5 separate regions of the Mus musculus genome follow, and regions 2, 3, 4 and 5 are each linked to region 1. Evidence: chromatin contacts called from public promoter capture Hi-C data. All regions are on one chromosome and are shown on one strand. Each heading gives the region's core, a stretch centred on a gene start, on an enhancer-like site or on the middle of the called end of the contact. The rest is flanking DNA. Distances are from core to core; before and after follow the strand shown. Region 1 holds the start of Mzt1 (mitotic spindle organizing protein 1). Region 2 has its middle 60 kb from the start of Gm23276. Region 3 has its middle 64 kb from the start of Gm33525. Region 4 has its middle 270 kb from the start of Gm25831. Region 5 has its middle 220 kb from the start of Gm23276.

Region 1 (3,402 bases), core at 646-3,145:
CAAAGGTTAATAGAAGCATCTTAGCTCCCCACACAGCGGGTGCTTCTCCATCCTGGGATGGCAGATGGTGCATTTCTGCAGAGCAATGCGCTTCCTCAAAAGCCTCAAAACCCCACCGTGGTTCCCTCCTGCTCCTGTCGTATAGGGAAAACCTCTCTTCCATCGATAGAGACTTCCTTGTCTTGTTTGTGAGTGTACGGCTGGGAAAAATCATATTCCTCCCACAACATGTGCAAAGTTACATACCTGCTTGCCCTCGAAATTGAAAAGAACACTTTACAGGTGAGTCCCACTAACCTAGCAACCACTGACAGGAAAAGCTTAAAGTCACTGTTAGTAACCTGAAATGAGCAAAATGATAAGGAGAAAAAAATTTGAGCTTCAAGAAAAACTGCTATCAAAGGAAGATCCAAACTGAAAATTTCATGCTGGTTCTTTTACAATGACTTAAATGGGCTAAAACCTCACACATACTCTTACTTCGTTAAAAAAGCAAACAAACTTCTTAAATGTTTTTATACTGTGTACTTTTTACTTTACAACACGTTCTCTCACAAAAGGTTGGGATGCAAAGCCTTAGCCCTCACAGCAGGCCCACCAACTTAACCAGTTCTCTTCAGACACTACTCACAACACACACTGGTGCACCCAGCACCCCATGGACGCTCCAGAGGCAAAAAGAGAAGCTCAGGAACTTGAGGTCACTCTAGGCTACACAGGCAAGAGTCTTATCTCAGAACAACACAACCTAAAAACCACAACGGTACCCTTGTGTACATACATTTATTTTTACAAAACAATAAGCCGTGGAACATCTAAGATGAAAGAAAAAAGAAAAAAAAAAAAGACAGGCTGGAGACAGAAAAAGAACAATGTGGCAAACAATTAGGTGGGGAAAACCACTGCAAAGCGTAAGGTTATCTTTTGAGAAAGATGTTGAGGGGGTAACCTCTGGAAACCATCAAAGCCACTGCCAAAACAGACATGTAGAACCACACGTAGATGGAAACGTGTAAAATTAAGACAAAGAAAGATGCTTGCTAACGCAAAAGAAAAAGCAAATAAAACCGATCACTTGACACACACTTTACCTGGCTGTCTTATTTTAAATACCCGGAGCTACAACTTTATTTTATTGTTTACGAATAATAGTTACTTTCTAAGTGTTGGGTCCGAGAGGGACAAAGCTGCAGAACCATAGCAGAGAGAAGGGAACTCTGAGACTTATTTCTGTACCTCTGGGTGCGCTCTACCTATCAGGCAGCGGGCGCGGACACACCCACAACCGCGGTCACCCGTGTCGCCCGATCTAAGGAGTGGGAGATGGTGACGGGGAGTGGTGCTCAATCACTGGAAACAAATAACCCGTTACTGAAACGCCTGGGCCCCGGAACTGAGCTCACCGCGTGGACAAAAAGGTCCACGACCCCTTTCGCCCCGGGTCCCCAGGCCACGAGCACGCGCCAGACACGAGCAGGCGCCAGACACTTGGCGGGTCGCGTGGCCCCAGGATGGGCTCGCAGGCAGCGGTCGCGAGGCCTGGAACGCCCCGCGCGCGCCAAACTCCGCCGCAGCGGAAGACCGGAGCTCTGGGGCCGCCAGCTTCGAGGTCGCGGCGGGTCCCCTTCCCCGTCCCCTCGCAGGATACCGCCGAGGCCGACGCGGGGACCGTGGGGCCCTCTACGACGCCTCCATCCGGGGGCTCGGCGCCGGGAAGCGCAGGCCCGGTCAGACGAGAACGACGCGCACTCACCGTCCATGGTCTCCCTCACCGCGTTCAGGTTGGCCGAGGCCGCCGCGCCCGGGCCGCTACCGCTCGCCATGGAGAGGAGAGGCCCCCGCCCCGGTGGGAGAAGGCCTGACCCGGAACTGGAGCGCCCGCCGCCGCTCGGCCCCGCCCACACACCGCGCGGCGGCGCTCGCACCGCCCAGGCCACGCCCCCGCCGCCCGGGCCACGCCCCCTCGCGCCGAGCGCCGAGCGCCGACGCCGGACCGCGTTGATTTGAATTTGGAGCCTCGTTCCCTTGCGCGGAACGTAGAGCGAGGAGTTAGCGTTCGAATTCACCCGGCCGCCTCGACGCCATTGGCTGGTTCGCGGACGGCGGTGGGACGCGATTGGCCGGTGACCTCTCCCCGCCCCGCGCCCTGGTTGGCCGGAGAGCACGGAGGGAGTTAAAGAGTCGGCGCCTGGCGTGGGCATCTGCAGGGTGATGCTAGAACTTCCACGTTGCCCACGAGTGTAGGTACGTTCTCCGTGGCCCCAGGCCTGGACTCCTGCTTCGAGGTGGACCGCTCTGGTTTCCTGGCCCCAGACGTACCTGTGAGCTCGCCTAGGTGTGAAGGGGAGCAGAGAGAGAGGGCGCCTGGACACTGAATGGTCGCTGGAAGTGACGTCTCTGCTGTTTCCGAGGGAGCCCGCTCAACTTTGATCTTACAAAAGTAAATTCTTTTCTTTTCTTCTTCTTCACCCCCGCCCCCATCTCCCTTCTGGCTGTAACCCTCTTTGGAAGGAATGCAGCGTGCCTTTGGATCCCGGAGGGGGAGTGCTCTTTAGGAAAAGTAGTTTAAATCCCCACCTGGGTCCAGCCTGTCACTCACCCTGTTCAAGTGAGGACTAACGTGCCAGTAGTAAAAATTGCAGTTCTGTGTGGAATTACTTGGGTATCCGGACGGTGTTCGTACGGTTTTGTCTTGAGATGATGAATAAGGAAAACGATAAATAGAAGTCGTTTGGTTGGAAAGGCACTTATTTTTGGTGTAATCAGATTGGACCAGAGCCCACTCATAACCGGTTGGCTGCTTCATATATGCCGCATAACTTCCGTGCATGCGTTGCTTCCTCTGAAAAAGTGATAGGAGCATTGCCGTACCTTCCCCAGCTCCCAAGGCTCGGCTCCGGATCATCTGAGAAAACGTGCAGGGCTGATTCTCCTTTGTAAACCATAGAAACTTAACCCCAAGAGGATTCGATTTGGAGTGAGATGTTGAATGTATTTTGTCGGGATTAATATCTATGATATTCAGTAATTTTAATATGTGTACTTTTGATTTCTTTCTAGTTTGCTTCCTGGGCTATGGGAGATGTCAGCGAATTAAAAATGCAAATAACACCAGAAACTCCAGGAAGGATCCCTGTTTTAAATCCCTTTGAAAGTCCCAGTGATTATTCTAATCTCCATGAACAAACCCTTGCTAGTCCTTCTATCTTTAAGTCCACAAAACTACCAGTAAGTTTCTCTTGCCTAGTGTTTACAAGTGATTTTAAGTGAAAGTAACTACAAATAATTTTAAGTGTAAATACAAGAAGAAGATGGCACCTAATCTTGTAATGGTTCTTTGAGCAGACATGATCTGAGCGCTCTTATGCAGGAGGTCGACATCCAGGAACTGCCCACACCAGC
Region 2 (3,866 bases), core at 892-3,391, 1.6 Mb before region 1:
GATACATTATTCTTCTTCAGTATATGCCTATATTCATGTTCTCCATAAATCTCCTATCTCAAGCTGTTCAATTACTTCTAAGAGAGAAAATATGAGTTGTCCCAGTTAAAACAGTTCATAGATAATGATGATTCTTTTAAGTAAGTGTTTGGAAATGTCTTGAAAGAACGGAAAGATGCTAAGAAGAAATAAAAAAATATTTCTAACTCTAGCAATTATTTTCCCACCTTTGCCCATTCAGAAAGTTTCTTAGGATATTACTAATTAGTACCCTTAAAAGCTCCCCAAAACTGCTAGAAAGTTCTTAAATAAGGAAAGGCCAAAGAGAAAGTCTCAAGTGTACTATAGTATCCTACAAATAATTCATTTTATCTATTTAAGTATAATATGCAACTCATTACAAAAGGATATTTACATATAAGAGCTGGGTAATACGATATGTTACATTTAATTTTAAAGTGTTTACAGGAGGTTTATAAGTTTGGACATTTGAGCATAAAAATTCTATCATGCCAACTATATATTAATTTACAATGATTCAAGAGCACACTAAACGATTCTGAAGTCTATCTTTCTAGATTTCACATTTAGAGTTGATTTGGTGCAGAACAGAGCTTCAGGGGACAGATTTTAGATGTTGCTGTGGTGTTTAGCTATTGATCTTATATCATATTGGGTAGTTTAAATTGGAATATATCACTATATTCTAAAAGACCTGTATTGACTTGAATTTAATAAACTGATTTACTTTACCTGATGTGAATGAAGAACAAAAGAATCAGTTATTGCCTAAACTTCCACCCAAAGTTAAATAATCGCAAATAGTATTAAAATAAATATACACATAAATAAATTACCAGCTTCCATTGTACTACATATCTTAAAGTGTTCTTTGTTATTTGAATATTTCTGTTAAGACAATCATTAGATTTGTGTCAAAAGTTCCTATAAAAATTAGAAAAAAAATTCTAAGTGTATCAGACAAACAAAATTGACTAATCTGTTTTCTCAAATATATATTAATGTTTATAAATTCATGAAATTCATAATATATGATAAATTCATTCACAGTCTATTTAACTGAGAGAATTATTATCTGTTATCCTTGAAGGTGCAGGAGATCTACTCCACCATCAATATTTTCATTCCATTTTCAAACAAATGGAAAATAAGACACAATATGTTAATAAAACTTGCTTAAGCAAGAAGAAGAAAATTTCCTCCTTTGGCTTATAGACTAGAACTCTAAGTACAAAATTAAGTTGGTTTGAATATATGGTTATGAACGTGATATGGTTCACATTGTTTGCAGCTGACAAGTTATAAAGTAGACTGAGTCTCAAGACCTCTCCCTTACTTCTTCCTATCTTTTAATAGTACTTTCTGCAGCCCACTTTGTGTAAACTGAGTTCAGCCTCTGAGAACCCCTAGCCTGGCCTCAGGGTCTACAATGCTCAAGGATAATTTGTAAATCTAAAGTGCTGAAGCCTATTGTGTTGTCCTCTTATGGAATCTATTAACACCACAGTGATAATCTGCACACTTGGGAACGGAGCAGCTGTAACCAACCTCACAGAAGTTCCAATTTGCTCTCTAGGTCACCCCAAAGAATTTCTCCCTTTGGGATTTTGTCTTCAGAGAGACAGAGTGAATTGATTCTGTTGAAATATTCATTAAATTAAAAGGCTTCATTTAGTATTCTAAAGGCAATTAATCCGTTCTCCTCACTTTGTGCAGTACAGTGTTACCCAGCACTTCACAAAGGGGCCGAGCTACTCCAGCAAGAAGGCATCAGCAGTGTGTGTAACAAAACCGATGGACTCTGCTAAGAAAGTTTGCCGTATTCACCCCAGAACTTATTAGCTCTATTGGGATGTGGAGAAATTTGGGAAAGCTTAGTACGACTGCTTTTCAGATAAAATTTGAGATTGCGTAGCCATAAATATGTTTTTCATGAATATGTCTGGAAGACAAAATTGTTTAAAATCTTTTAAATCAATGAGTAAAAGCAAGCAATTTAGAAAAACGGGAAATAATAATCATTAGTTTTAGGAAGAAAGCCAAAGTCTTCACTGCCAGGATATGAGCACTGCTTTCAGTCCTGAGAAAAGTGTCAGAATCTGCACAATCTCCACACGTTCACATAGCCACGATTAATTACCCAGTAGCCACGTGTGGACCTCATCAATCCTAGGTCACCCGCTTAACACAGCCCAGGTCAATAGCTACAGGATGTTGTAAACCCAAGAAACGGTCCTCTGACAGCCTTGCAGCATGTATGTAAATCACCACGTGGCTTTTACTTAATATGTGAAGAAAATTTAATGCACATTTTTTTTTACTTTAAGCCAAAATTTTAATTGAACCTAAAATTATGTTTAAAGTCTTTTTGAATAAAGAAAATATGTTTTTAGAAAATATAAATGCTATATTCATGCCCAAAATAGGAAGAGAAAGAAAAATAGGGAATATTAATAGTAATGATAATAATAATAATATCTACAATAAGGAGAAACCTAAAATAACATTGTTCGTTATTACTAGCTTTAAGGGAAATGTCCAGATGGTATCCTTTGTCTTTTCTAACAAAAAGCAAATCAAGCAATTCAATCCTGTATCTTTTCTTTGTTTTTTGTCAATATAAAAACTTTTGTTACCCTTGCTCTTGCCTTCTTGCTCCTGCTCTGTCCTCTTGCCGCGTCCCCCTCTCTCTCCAAGTGCTCCTGGTCTGCCTCTACTCTCTCTCTCTCTCTCTCTCCCCCCCCCCTTTCTTTGTCTTTACTACCCTCTCAACTCCCATCCATTCCGTGCATTGAATAAACTATATTCTATACAGGAAAAAAAAAGGAAAAGAAAAAAGTGTCATTTCTTGAAACCAAAAAAATACTCTGGGAACTAATCGGAAAATTTATTTGAGCTTGTGAATAATTATGTTAATGAATATTCAGATTAGGTAATAGGGTTAGAACATTAAAATTACTTGATAAAATAACTTGTAAAAGACATTATGTTAGTCTATATATGTATATATAAATTGATACTTAATATAGAACTGGAAGGAATTGTGAGACAATTAAGAAACCAACTTAAAAATGTGAACCAAAGCAGGCATGTTCATCATTAGTCTATGAAGAAATTCCTAACTCAGATGAGAATTTTGAGAGCTCACGCTAGTCCTAGGAGACAGTGAGGCAGAGTGGAAGACAGCTCACTCTCTAGTCAGACAGTCTGGATGGAAGTCCAGCTACAAATTTCAGGAGTCATATTCCTAAGCTAAACTCTCTGGTCTTCCATTTAAACAGCTTTATAATGAAGGCAATATTAGTATGTCTCCTGCTAACTAAAAATGCTGCCTTTAAAACACTAAGTACTGTGTTGGTAGTAGACCCACACTAGCAATTTATCATTTGTCTTATTTTTTTAAAGAAACAATATAGAAAATATTAAAATAGAAATGTTGTACAAGACGGTTTTATACTATAATCTCAAAAACAGAAATATCCAAACCACAGCTAGGACATTTATTGAGAATACAAAAGCAATGCTTTTACTAAAAACTTTTTTTTCTCCCTCAGACCTCAGTCATAATTAGCCAAAGAATCAAACCAATGGTCACTAAATTGACTACCATCAACTGGATATTGTTCTGTCTCTACAGAGCTGAGTAACATGAGTATTCTCCTTGATCTACAGAAGGCTGTGACAAGCTTGGTACTTCCCACAGTGCAGAAAACTAAAGCCTCAAGCTCTTAAGCAACTTGTGGGCCTCATAGATATACAAATTGCAACTATAGAATATTTGTAGACATTTCTTCCTGTATATTACTGTCGCGCCCGCTCTCGACCAGCAAGAACGACGCGACCAC
Region 3 (3,664 bases), core at 172-2,671, 1.9 Mb before region 1:
ATGGGGGAGAAAAGTAGGGGGACCCTCTATAATGTATCAGAGACTGGGAGGTGAGAGACTCTCATGACTCAAAGGGAAGGACCTTAGTTCAGATTCTCAATAGTGGGGAGCAGGTATTACCAGTTGAAAGACAAGGCATGGAGTGGAGGGATGGGGTGATTGCTAACTCACAGTCAAAAACTATGACCCAGAAATGTTCCTGCCAGGACAGCGAAGCAGGAGTACATGGCTGGTGAGCAGGGAGAGGGAAATGAGATAATGGATTTTCAGAGGAAAAACAGGAAAGGGAATAGCACTTGAAATGTAAATAAAGAAAATATCTAATAAGAAAATAAAATAAAAAATACCTGTAGGGTCCAAAAATGGAGAAGAGATTGAGGGAAAGACAGTCCAGTGATCAGCTCACCTTGAGATGCATCTCAAGGCCTGACACTATTATTGATGCTATGGTGTGCTTACAGACTGGAGCCTAGCATGACTGTCCTCTAAGAGGCACAGCAAGCAGCTGACTGAAACAGATGCAAATACTTAACACCCAACTATTGGACTGAAGTCCAGACCCCTGTGGTTGAATCATGGAAAGGCTAGAAGAAGCTGAGAAGGAGGATGACCCAATAAAAAGACCAGCAGTCTCAACTAAACCAGACCCCTGAGATCTCTCAAACACTGAGCCACCAATGAGGCAGCATACAGGAGCTGGCCTAAGGCCCCTGACATATATACAGCAGAGAACTGCCTGGTCTGACCTCAGTGGGAGAAGATGTGCCTAACCTTGAAGAGATTTGAGGATCCAGGGAGGGAGGAGGCCTGGCAGGGGGAGGATCCTCTTGGAGACAGGGGGAGGATTAATGGAGTGAGGAACTGTGGAAGGGCAGACTAGGAGCAGGGTAATGACTGGACTGTAAAAAAGAAAAAGTTACCTTCTTAAATAGTGGGATTAGAGAGTATAAAATTGAAAAATATATTATAGGAGCAAGTAATTGATATTTCTTTCATAAACATTGTCAAAGGCTACCTTATAATTAATGTGTTATCAAAATTTTAAATTCTATGTAATTGTATTATAGGAAATATATTTGTATATACTATTATATAAAGAAACACATATATGTGCTGGAGTGTCACCTTTCCTTCCTCTCTCCTTATCTTTGCTAACATCAATGCCTGACATATGCTACTTTACTCTCAGAAGACCAGTCGTTTGTCATTTTTACTCACAGTGCCTATCTTATCTAAGCTTTGTGACCTTTTACTTGTCTGAATGGTAGGACGTGGGCTTTTCATTTATTGGCATTATTTTTACCTCCTACAATTAACTGTGTTTTTCTTATAGCCAGGTTTTACCAGCAGGCTTTAGCAGCTATACTGTTTCTGATCTTTATAACAAAGTAAGGTTTAATACTTATACATAATGCTTTTCGTACCACATATTGCCTCATCTGGTCACCAGATGTACATCTTTGCAGTCTATGGAAGAAGGTGTTCACGCATTTGCTAGGTTGGCTGTTGCAATTGTTCACATAACTACTCAACATAGCTCACTATTCATAACACACTACTCCATGAGTTTATAGTTTGTAAGACATGCCTTCGTTAGATATTTTTTATTTTATTTTAATTTTTATTAGAAATTTTCTTCATGGCACAAGTCCCTTCCGCTCGACTCGAGCCCCTGGCTTCCTTGCCAGCAGAGTCTTGCCCAACACCCGCAAGGGCCCACACGGGACTCCCCACGGGACCCTAAGACCTCTGGTGAGTGGAACACAGCGCCTGCCCCAATCCAATCGCGCGGAACTTGAGACTGCGATACATAGGGAAGCAGGCTACCCGGGCTTGATCTGGGGCACAAACCCCTTCCACTCCACTCGAGCCCCGGGCTACCTTGCCAGCTGAGTCGCCTGACACCCGCAGGGGCCCACACAGGATTCCACACGTGATCCTAAGACCTCTAGTGAGTGGAACACAACTTCTGCCAGGAGTCTGGTTCGAACACCAGATATCTGGGTACCTGCCTTGCAAGAAGAGAGCTTGCCTGCAGAGAATACTCTGCCCACTGAAACTAAGGAGAGTGCTACCCACAAGGTCTGCTCATAGAGGCTAACAGAGTGACCTGAAGAACAAGCTCTTAACAGTGACAACTAAAAGAGCTAGCTTCAGAGATTACCAGATGGCGAAAGGCAAACGTAAGAATCCTACTAACAGAAATCAAGACCACTCACCATCATCAGAACGCAGCACTCCCACCCCACCTAGTCCTGGGCACCCCAACACAACCGAAAATCTAGACCCAGATTTAAAAACATTTCTCATGATGATGATAGAGGACATCAAGAAGGACTTTCATAAGTCACTTAAAGAATTACAGGAGAGCACTGCTAAAGAGTTACAGGCCCTTAAAGAAAAGCAGGAAAACACAGCCAAACAGGTAGAAATCATTAAAGAAAAACAGGAAAACACATCCTGAACAATGAACAAAACCATACTAGAACTAAAAGGGGAAGTAGACACAATAAAGAAAACCCAAAGCGAGGCAACGTTGGAGATAGAAACCCTAGGAAAGAGATCTGGAACCATAGATGCGAGCATCAGCAACAGAATACAAGAAATGGAAGAGAGAATCTCAGGTGCAGAAGATTCCATAGAGAACATCGACACAACAGTCAAAGAAAATACAAAATGCAAAAGGATCCTAACTCAAAACATCCAGGTAATCCAGGACACAATGAGAAGACCAAACCTACAGATAATAGGAATTGATGAGAATGAAGATTTTCAACTTAAAGGGCCAGCTAATATCTTCAACAAAATAATAGACGAAAACTTCCCAAACATAAAAAAAGAGATGCCCATGATCATACAAGAAGCCTACAGAACTCCAAATAGACTGGACCAGAAAAGAAATTCCTCCCGACACATAATAATCAGAACAACAAATGCACTAAATAAAGATAGAATATTAAAAGCAGTAAGGGAGAAAGGTCAAGTAACATATAAAGGAAGGCCTATCAGAATTACACCAGACTTTTCACCAGAGACTATGAAAGCCAGAAGAGCCTGGACAGATGTTATACAGACACTAAGAGAACACAAATGCCAGCCCAGGCTACTATACCCGGCCAAACTCTCAATTACCATAGATGGAGAAACCAAAGTATTCCACGACAAAACCAAATTCACACAATATCTTTCCACGAATCCAGCCCTTCAAAGGATAATAACAGAAAAGAAGCAATACAAGGACAGAAATCACGCCCTAGAACAACCAAGAAAGTAATCATTCAACAAACCAAAAAGAAGACAGCCACAAGAACAGAATGCCAACTCTAACAACAAAAATAAAAGGGAGCAACAATTACTTTTCCTTAATATCTCTTAATATCAATGGACTCAATTCCCCAATAAAAAGACATAGACGAACAGACTGGCTACACAAACAGGACCCAACATTCTGCTGCTTACAGGAAACCCATCTCAGGGTAAAAGACAGACACTACCTCAGAGTGAAAGGCTGGAAAACAATTTTCCAAGCAAATGGACTGAAGAAAAAAGCTGGAGTAGCCATTTTAATATCGGATAAAATCGACTTCCAACCCAAAGTTATCAAAAAAGACAAGGAGGGACACTTCATACTCATCAAAGGTAAAATCCTCCAAGAGGAACTCTC
Region 4 (3,903 bases), core at 665-3,164, 1.3 Mb before region 1:
CTTATAGATAAAAGAAATTAATTCTATTAGCTTGCAATATCTACTCATAGGCTTTATTATATAATTTATTGCACAACATTTTCCTTAGGAATATATCCATCGACCAGTTGCAAAGTCACAATCAAAAACATACTAAAAAAATCCAAAGACAAAACAGTGTTTTGTATTTTAAATGTTTCTTTTGATATAAAATACATGATAAGGAGGATGTCAAATCCCATGTGCCTTTTAGGAAGCGAGCCAGAAGAGTGGCTAGAACGTTAACACAGTTGTGGTTCAGAACTCACATAGATAATATTAGTGGTTTCCATCCCTATTGGCTTGCTTAGTCTCAGCATCAGAGAATGGACTGAACTTACGCTGCCCTTGGTGAATCCTAGTGCTTTTAAACAATTCGCTTTTTGCAAATCTTAAACCATACAAGTAAGAACATGTTATATGTGACTCAAAGCCAGATAACTCCTTCACTTAGACTTACCTCCTTCTGTGTATGCATATTATCTGCTTTCCTGGATGGAAGCCCATCACATGTCTAATTATAAAGTTCATGTAGCTATGGAACTATATGTTGCTGAAATATCATTAAAATTAAGAGAAAAAGTCAGTAATTTTCTTAATCATTATTATAATTGAAAGGCACAAAGAAGTGGGTTTTTTTTCTTAACTTCGCATATTTTTAGTTTGGCATACTAAGAATCCTGAGTATATATAAAATCCACAGATATTAGGAAAACAAACCTATAGGAAAAGGAATTCCTTGATCAGAGAAAAATAACATGAATTCTAAAGAAACTATTCTATAACAAGAGTCAACAACAAAAAATATACTATATGTAATAACATGGGCTTATTTCATAAATGCAAAAAGAAACATTCAAAGTAAATTAATTGGATTTATAATATTAACAATACATAAATGTTAACTGTATGATCTTTTCAATAGATACATAAAAATATTTCTAAAAGTCTTACTGGGGTAGGTGACATGACTTTGATTGTAAAGGTGCTTGCTGAAAGTGGGAGAAATAGTTTTCCTTAGGGAAGAGCCCCTCCATTGTTTATTCAACTGCTGTGGCCCTGAAATTACATTATTTTAAATGACTGTTTCTCAAGCGATACTAACACATATGAATAAATGAAGAATCATAGAATATATGTGTTGAGACACACAACAGATGTATGTATTTCTTGTGCTTTTTCTTTGGCTTTCGTTTTTCTGTTTGTTGTGTTTGTGTTAGTCTTTTTTTTTTTAACTTATCTTACTTCATTATCACTATGGTTGTTAGAATACTATTTGTATTCTATCGAGAGGGAGAGAGAGAGAGAGAGAGAGAGAGAAAGAGAGAGAGAGAGAGAGAGAGAGAGAGAGAGAGAGAGAGAGAAAGAGTAAAGGAGAGAGAGAAAGAGAGAGGCTGGGTGGGGGAAAGTAGGGAGGACCTTGGGGAGGGGAAACCTTAGTCAGAATATATTGTGTGAAAACACTTATTTTCAGTAACAAAGAATTATGGCTCATATTCAGAAAACAGAACCTAAGGTTGAAGAAGCCCAGACACCAGATTTACTAAAAGCTTATATTACTACAGATGTACTGAACAAGCAGGTCTTAGCACTAGTGAGAATAACTCACAAAATAGAGAACAATGATAAGGAGTGGTGACCAGAAGACCAAATATAGAGTCTGAAAAGGAAAAGTATGGGAATTGAATTAAAATTCACTAGATGAGAAAAAAAAAACACTCTTGAGCTGGGAGATAAAAGAAGCAGTGAACCTGAAAATAAACCACTTGAGATGATCTAGTCTTAAGAAAACCAGCAGAGCTACATGAGACAGAGTCATTGTGTATCACCATATGTGTCATATGAAAAACATTATGTCCAGAAACCTGCAAACAGTATGAAAGCCAAAACATTAACATCTTTTCCTTGTGTTAGTAACTGATCCAATTAAGCACAATTTATGCCTTTGGGAAACTGAACTGAACCATATGCAGAGCAACCTGATATAACCTTTAGAGATGTCATGTGATTGTTGCCAACCTCATAGACAGTGCCTTATGCAAAAAGAAAAAAATCCTGTTATAGATATTCCCTGGTTCTAGTGATATAAGAATAGAAATAATAGAATGACTATTTAAAAAGACTAAAATAACAATAGAATGGATAAAAACTAAAACAAGGTTTATCTTCTATAAAGCCGAGAAAAAAGCTTTAAGCAAGGTAGAATACGCAAAGATTAAAGTGCATTCAAATGTATATGACCTACCCACCTTTCTGCTACAAAGAATGGTACTATTTTTATGTGTCTTTAGTAGTTTTTATGATGATTTAAGTAGGATGAAAATAAATAACTGTATTTGTTGGCAAGGATCGTGTCTATGTGTCTAGAAAAATAAGGAAGAGCTTTGTGATAGAGCCTTCCTAATTCAGAAACGTAAACTAAATTTGAAAGATCACTTATTTAAAAATTATTTTTAAAATGTTACAATTTTTTACACTTTATAAAATTGATATTAGGTGCAATATGACTACTGTCAAGGTATTTAGTTCTACCTGGAAAATGTGGACCTTACCCCCCAAAACAGTTTGTTAAATTGAATACAGTTTATTGACCATGGAAAGTGCTAAATTTTTTCAGTCCATGACATTTATGTGTATGATCTCCTACCTAAATCAGTGTGCTAAACATAACCCAAAGTAAATTGCCAAATAAAAAAAAATATTCAGTTTCTCTACAGCTCTCCTGGGTGCTGTGATGCCTCTTCATCTCACTGACTCCTGTATTGAAGACCAATAATGTACAGTTTGGAGGCGTCACTGAAAAGTCTGATAGTCTTACTGTAGACTACTGTAATGGAGGAGAAAAACTTGCAAGTATAGCATGGTACATTTTCCAATAAAAACAGACTAAGTTCGAACTTCAAAGAATGACATTCAAATGAAAAAAAGTAGGAAACATTACTAATACCAGATAGGAAAATAATTGCCAAAAGGCCGATGTTTCAAGTTATTCTGTACTAGCTTATGTCCATGGCTATGGTGATTGGCTCTAAGAGAACTTTATACCTTCCCACAATTCAAAAAAATGCTTGAGAAATGGAAGTTTTAAAAATGTACAAAACAGGAACTGGCAAGGTGGCAAAGCAGGTAAGATGAGCAAAGAAGCTGCTCTTCTGGAGGACCTGCATTCAATTCCTAACAGTACATGTGGTCTCACAACCCTCTATAACTCCAGTCCCCAGGATCTGAACACTCTTAGGTCTCTGTGGGTACCACATGTACATAAATTAAAGATCTTTTAAATTAAAAAATATATTAAAAATAGCAAAATAAACAAAGAGGAAAGTCTGTGAGCTCTCACCTTTCTTACTCTCACCTCTAGCCCTCCTCTCTCTCTCTCTCTCTCTCTCTCTCTCTCTCTCTCTCTCTCTCTCTCTCTCTCTCTCTCTCTCTCTCTCTCTCTCTCTCTCTTCCCCCTTCTCTCCATGTGGTCATGGCCTGTCTCTCTTTCTTTCTATCTTCTCTCTTTCTCCCTGCCTTTTTACAATAAAGCTCTAAAACCATAAAAGAAAAAGAAGAAGAAGAAGAAGAAGAAGAAGAAGAAGAAGGAGGAGGAGGAGGAGGAGGAGGAGGAGGAGGAAGAAGAAGAAGAAGAAGAAGAAGAAGAAGGAGGAGGAGGAGGAGGAGGAGGAGGAGGAATGATTTGTTCTTTCACTGGTTTTGGTTTATTTTCTTCTCTCTGGTTAAAAACCAGGATCTCTTTTGGGGAATTTAAGATAGAAGTCCCAAGAACAAGAATACACTGGTACTAAATGATGTATAAATGTATAGGACATAAAGTACTCAGTGTCATTGCAAATAAAATACATGAAATATCCATTGATTTCCAGAAAAAGTCATTGCAAA
Region 5 (3,887 bases), core at 372-2,871, 1.5 Mb before region 1:
TGCTGAGCCATCTCTCCAGCCCCCAGTGCATATTTTTTGACCTCTTAACTTATTTTTAACATGGTTTGTTTGTTTTTTAAGATTGCAGGGTACAAGAAGATAGGAATTTTTGTTGAGTGTATTTTCTGGTGATTAGAGAGGTGTCAAACACACACAAGAGTTCTCTTTCAATGTCTCACAAGCTACTGCTGCAAAAGCATTTCTTATAATTCCTATGTTGCTTAGAAAAGAATGCATGCTTCTCCTAGCCACATGATCTCTCATGGCACATGACACAGATTATTTTAATCATTTTTAAATATAGATCATACAACATCTGGAAGTGAAGGACTAGTGCCAAACCGCCAGGCTTCTATAACAGAAATGTGTAGTTGGAGCTTATATCTACTTACTTGCTACAGTAGTAAGTACAGAAGTACATTTATCATATTTACTAGAAGTATTTTTTTTCACTGCATTAATTTATAACTGGCTACGGAGAAGAAAATCAGATGGAAACTTCAGGATAATTCATAGAGTCAGCAGATTTTTGAATACCAACTAGATTCCTAACACTGTTTTGCATAAAAAGTGGAGTAGCAAATCATAGTGTGTGTGTGTGTGTGTGTGTGTGTGTGTGTGTGTGTGTGTGTGTGTGTGTTTGCGTGGTGTTTGTGTAGTGTGTGCTTGTGTGTGTCTGTGTGCCTGTGTGCCTCCGGAGGTCAGAAGTCAGAGTCAGGCATGAGGCTAGAGGTCCGAGTTAGCTACCCTCTACTGTTCACTTGGTTTACCTTAGCTTTGAAAATCTTTTTCTGCCTAAGTACATTTATAAGAAATTAAACAACACTCAAGGAACTGGCAACGAATCAACAATGTTAAGATTAGAGATCATATTCATATTTTAGTGTAAGCCCAAATCAATGGGATGAAAGAACAGGCAGTGTATTTTTAAGACATCCAAAATATTCATGATGATTAGTTATTTGCTAAATTATTATTTTAGTATGAATTAAATTGTTCCTTGACAGTTTCATACATGCATATTATACCTGCTGATCGCTATCTTCAGTTTTCCAGAAAAGTTGTCACTTACAATGATTTGTCTGGCTCGAAAGAAGCTCGCTCAGGATCCTCCTCACAATATAAAGGATGCTGGACATCTCAACTCATATCCCCATGCTTGCAGCCAGTTAACCATGTTAGCCCTGAAAATCCTAGTCCTAAATTCCTGCTATGAGGCACTTTCTAGTTGGTTCCATGTTCTCCTTTGTTCTTGGTTTGGTAAGAGAGCTTTCTTCCTCTTTTTTCCCCTCTTTCCTTTTTATTTTTTTCTCTTTCTTTCTTTCTTTCTTTCTTTCTTTCTTTCTTTCTTTCTTTCTTTCTTTCTTTCTTTCTTTCTTTCTTTTTTTTTTTCCTACTTACTTTTCAAGGACAGGTTCTGAGGTTATGCCTTCAGACAATCATCTAAGAGACAATGAACAGCAAAAGCCTCATGGGGTCTGAATACTAAGCAATGCAATGTTTAGTAAACGTTAAACAATGTTATGAGCTCAGGATTTCCTTTCAAGCCTGCAATTCACATCAGTAATGATCTCAGAAGAGGGACTGAGCTTTGAAACAAAGGAAAGTAGGGACACCTGCTGGAGTGACAGGGTGAGGAAACAGGAAGGGGCCCTGACAAAGGCTGTGGCATTTCTTCTAAGGTCACAGAGTAAACAGTCAGAAATTTTCAGACAAGAGGCTGGAACTGTTACCAAATGCTGAAGTAATTATTGGTTGCCCCTTTACTATCAAACATAAAAAGAATAATAAAGTGCAATTTAGCATTTGAAGTATTTAATTAAGTGTTAATTGAAATATAATATTTTTAGCTATCAATAATTACCGAATTTATGGAGAAATCCAATATCTTTTAAAGCATATTTTTGAATCAAAAATATATTGAAAAGGAATCTACTTTTTAAATAAATTAAATCTTACTGAAAAATTAGCAGACATAGTGGGGCTTCAAGAATGCCTATTATTTGATAAGCTTGTTTTATTTATTTTCCAGAGGATTTAGCAATTAGACAAATCTATAAGGAATGAGGGTGAGATCTCTGAGATCATGGTGGACGTGTTTTTCTCAGTTTGCCCATGCTGTGCTAAAAAGCTGTTGTCTAAGGCAAGGCAGCCAAAGAAAATACATTTCAAGGGAGGGGGAGTCCTGTGAATTTATGAGAAGTACATCACAAAGACAAATATTTCAGCCATGCAATTCTGTTCGGCCTTTTCTGCTATGTGTCCATAGCAAGTCAACGGCTAAATTGAAAAATCAATTCCAATTTAAATTATTGGAATAAAGAACACCAGGAGTCAGAGATAAAATGGCTTTGTTCTCTGAGATCCTTTTTAATTGGAAAGTTATTTCTTCAGGGTATTCTAATGGTTCTGAGGGAAGATTGCAAAATAAAGTTGATCGGCTGGGGGAAGGTTAATAGCTAATGTGCTTTCCTTGCTGCACAGCAGCCTCCTGTCTTTATGACGTCCCCCATCATATCTGGAAGCACTGAAGATTCTAAATCATCTGATACATGCAAGGACTGTATTTTCCCTTCGTCTTTGGGAAATCATCCTGAGGCTGGAACCCTGGCAGAGGCTGCTTCCTCTCGCAGCTTTTCCAGCTGGTCTCACTTTGCTTACAAATATCATATGGGATGCTTTTCTGCTCTCTCTCTCTCTGTCTCTCTCTCTCTGTGACTCTCTCTGTCTCTCTCTCTCTCTGTCTCTCTCTCTCTCTGTCTCTCTGTGATGCTATTAATAACTCTATCTTTTAATGATGAAGAAGGAAAGGAATATCTTTGCTGGTTTGACACAAACAGAAAGACAAAAACTCCTAAGAGTTATAGACTCAGTTAAACAGAGAATGAAGATAACACAGAAGAAGAACATGACATATAGAGAAAAATGTTAATGAATATTGTTATCAAAAGGTTACTACCAGCTATTCTGAGAAAGCATGAGTCATATTTAGAAATCTCGCACCCAAAGTTTAAGAAAATAAACTTTAATTAAACACACAATAACCTTTGCTCTGCCCGTAGAAAATTGTTTGGGGCAGCTGTAGATTAAAAACCTGAAATGAGCATTTAATTTGAAATTAATAAAACAGTGATGGTCTGTGTTAGGAAAAGTTACTGAGGTTTGCTTAGTATATTTAATTACTGCAAAAGAGATAAATCTCAGTGCCATGTAATGAACTCAGAAGTGCAGATATAGTAAATATGTACTTACGTTCTTGTTATTAATGCATTAAATTTGTAAGAATATTTAGGAATTTAATTAGCATTTAATAAGATAGCTATAGCGAATTACAGTAGTTAGACATAAAATGTAAATTAATATTTTTAGTATTTAATTGATATTAACTAATTAATTACTGTTTATTACATGGCAGCTAGATTTATCTTTTATAGAGTTATTAAATCTCAATTAAATTGTTCTTTTAAGAGGGCACATTCAATTAAAAATAATATTCCATAAAAATTTTGCCACCCTCTTTTCCATCGGACTTATAGTATGGAAGTATATCAGGTCAACTAATCAAGGTGGTTTTAAAGGGAACTCAAGTAACATAGATAGGCCTGAGAGGCTCAAGTGATTCCAGCTGTGCTCCAAAAGAAGAGCTTGCTTACAGGTGGCACGCTGTGTGTTATATTCTATTAAAGTTACAAACCATGTAAGACTTTGAAAGACTCCTTACTTAAACTATCACTACAGAGTTACTGCAACGATGTTAAGAGGGTAAGCAAGGAAAATCAAAGTAAAAATGCTGGGCATTTTCAGTTTCCTCCTAATAAGTCAAAATATGGCTTATTGTTCTCTTTTTCAACAGGGTGTTGGTGGTGTTGGTGGTATATTCCTGTAAT

What was found. Promoter capture Hi-C pulls out the DNA fragments that hold promoters and counts their contacts.
Region 2: a contact with region 1 is called in a promoter capture Hi-C map of second pharyngeal arch cranial neural crest, with 6 times the contacts expected there. The contact joins the enhancer-like site here to the promoter of Mzt1 in region 1. A contact is called at or near these places in 3 of 39 promoter capture datasets (the C10 cell line, hippocampal neurons and second pharyngeal arch cranial neural crest) and 2 of 115 datasets of contacts at active chromatin or transcription factors (astrocytes and stem cell-derived neural progenitor cells).
Region 3: a contact with region 1 is called in a promoter capture Hi-C map of second pharyngeal arch cranial neural crest. The contact joins the enhancer-like site here to the promoter of Mzt1 in region 1. A contact is called at or near these places in 7 of 39 promoter capture datasets (the C10 cell line, cranial neural crest, frontonasal cranial neural crest and 3 more), 1 of 115 datasets of contacts at active chromatin or transcription factors (astrocytes) and 1 of 9 other capture datasets (embryonic trunk).
Region 4: a promoter capture Hi-C map of second pharyngeal arch cranial neural crest shows a contact between it and region 1, with 4 times the contacts expected there. The contact joins the enhancer-like site here to the promoter of Mzt1 in region 1. A contact is called at or near these places in 4 of 39 promoter capture datasets (the 3T3-L1 cell line, the C10 cell line, hippocampal neurons and 1 more) and 1 of 115 datasets of contacts at active chromatin or transcription factors (astrocytes).
Region 5: a contact with region 1 is called in a promoter capture Hi-C map of the HPC-7 cell line, with 7 times the contacts expected there. The contact joins the enhancer-like site here to the promoter of Mzt1 in region 1. A contact is called at or near these places in 11 of 39 promoter capture datasets (the 3T3-L1 cell line, the C10 cell line, the HPC-7 cell line and 7 more) and 8 of 115 datasets of contacts at active chromatin or transcription factors (astrocytes, embryonic forebrain, embryonic hindbrain and 4 more).

Annotation. Positions count from the first base shown.
Region 1 is chr14:99,044,241-99,047,642 of GRCm38.p6, forward strand. Mzt1 (mitotic spindle organizing protein 1) reads right to left here and starts at 1,896. Exons shown (of 3, transcript NM_175245.4): 1 at 1,754-1,896. The coding sequence starts at 1,823. It overlaps Bora (bora, aurora kinase A activator), which reads left to right and starts at 2,137. Exons shown (of 12, transcript NM_175265.5): 1 at 2,137-2,440; 2 at 3,061-3,228. The coding sequence starts at 3,076.
Region 2 is chr14:97,394,415-97,398,280 of GRCm38.p6, forward strand. No RefSeq gene overlaps it. Among named protein-coding and RNA genes, the nearest start is that of Gm23276, 60 kb to the left of the region's middle. Within about 2 kb of position 2,142, at least 14 of the 459 cell types and tissues checked have an H3K27ac peak or open chromatin away from gene starts, as enhancers often do. A contact at or near this core is called in second pharyngeal arch cranial neural crest, where this site is marked.
Region 3 is chr14:97,114,965-97,118,628 of GRCm38.p6, forward strand. No RefSeq gene overlaps it. Among named protein-coding and RNA genes, the nearest start is that of Gm33525, 64 kb to the left of the region's middle. Within about 2 kb of position 1,422, at least 2 of the 459 cell types and tissues checked have an H3K27ac peak or open chromatin away from gene starts, as enhancers often do. A contact at or near this core is called in second pharyngeal arch cranial neural crest, where this site is marked.
Region 4 is chr14:97,697,702-97,701,604 of GRCm38.p6, forward strand. No RefSeq gene overlaps it. Among named protein-coding and RNA genes, the nearest start is that of Gm25831, 270 kb to the right of the region's middle. Within about 2 kb of position 1,915, at least 1 of the 459 cell types and tissues checked has an H3K27ac peak or open chromatin away from gene starts, as enhancers often do. A contact at or near this core is called in second pharyngeal arch cranial neural crest, where this site is marked.
Region 5 is chr14:97,558,165-97,562,051 of GRCm38.p6, forward strand. No RefSeq gene overlaps it. Among named protein-coding and RNA genes, the nearest start is that of Gm23276, 220 kb to the left of the region's middle. Within about 2 kb of position 1,622, at least 22 of the 459 cell types and tissues checked have an H3K27ac peak or open chromatin away from gene starts, as enhancers often do. A contact at or near this core is called in the HPC-7 cell line, where this site is marked.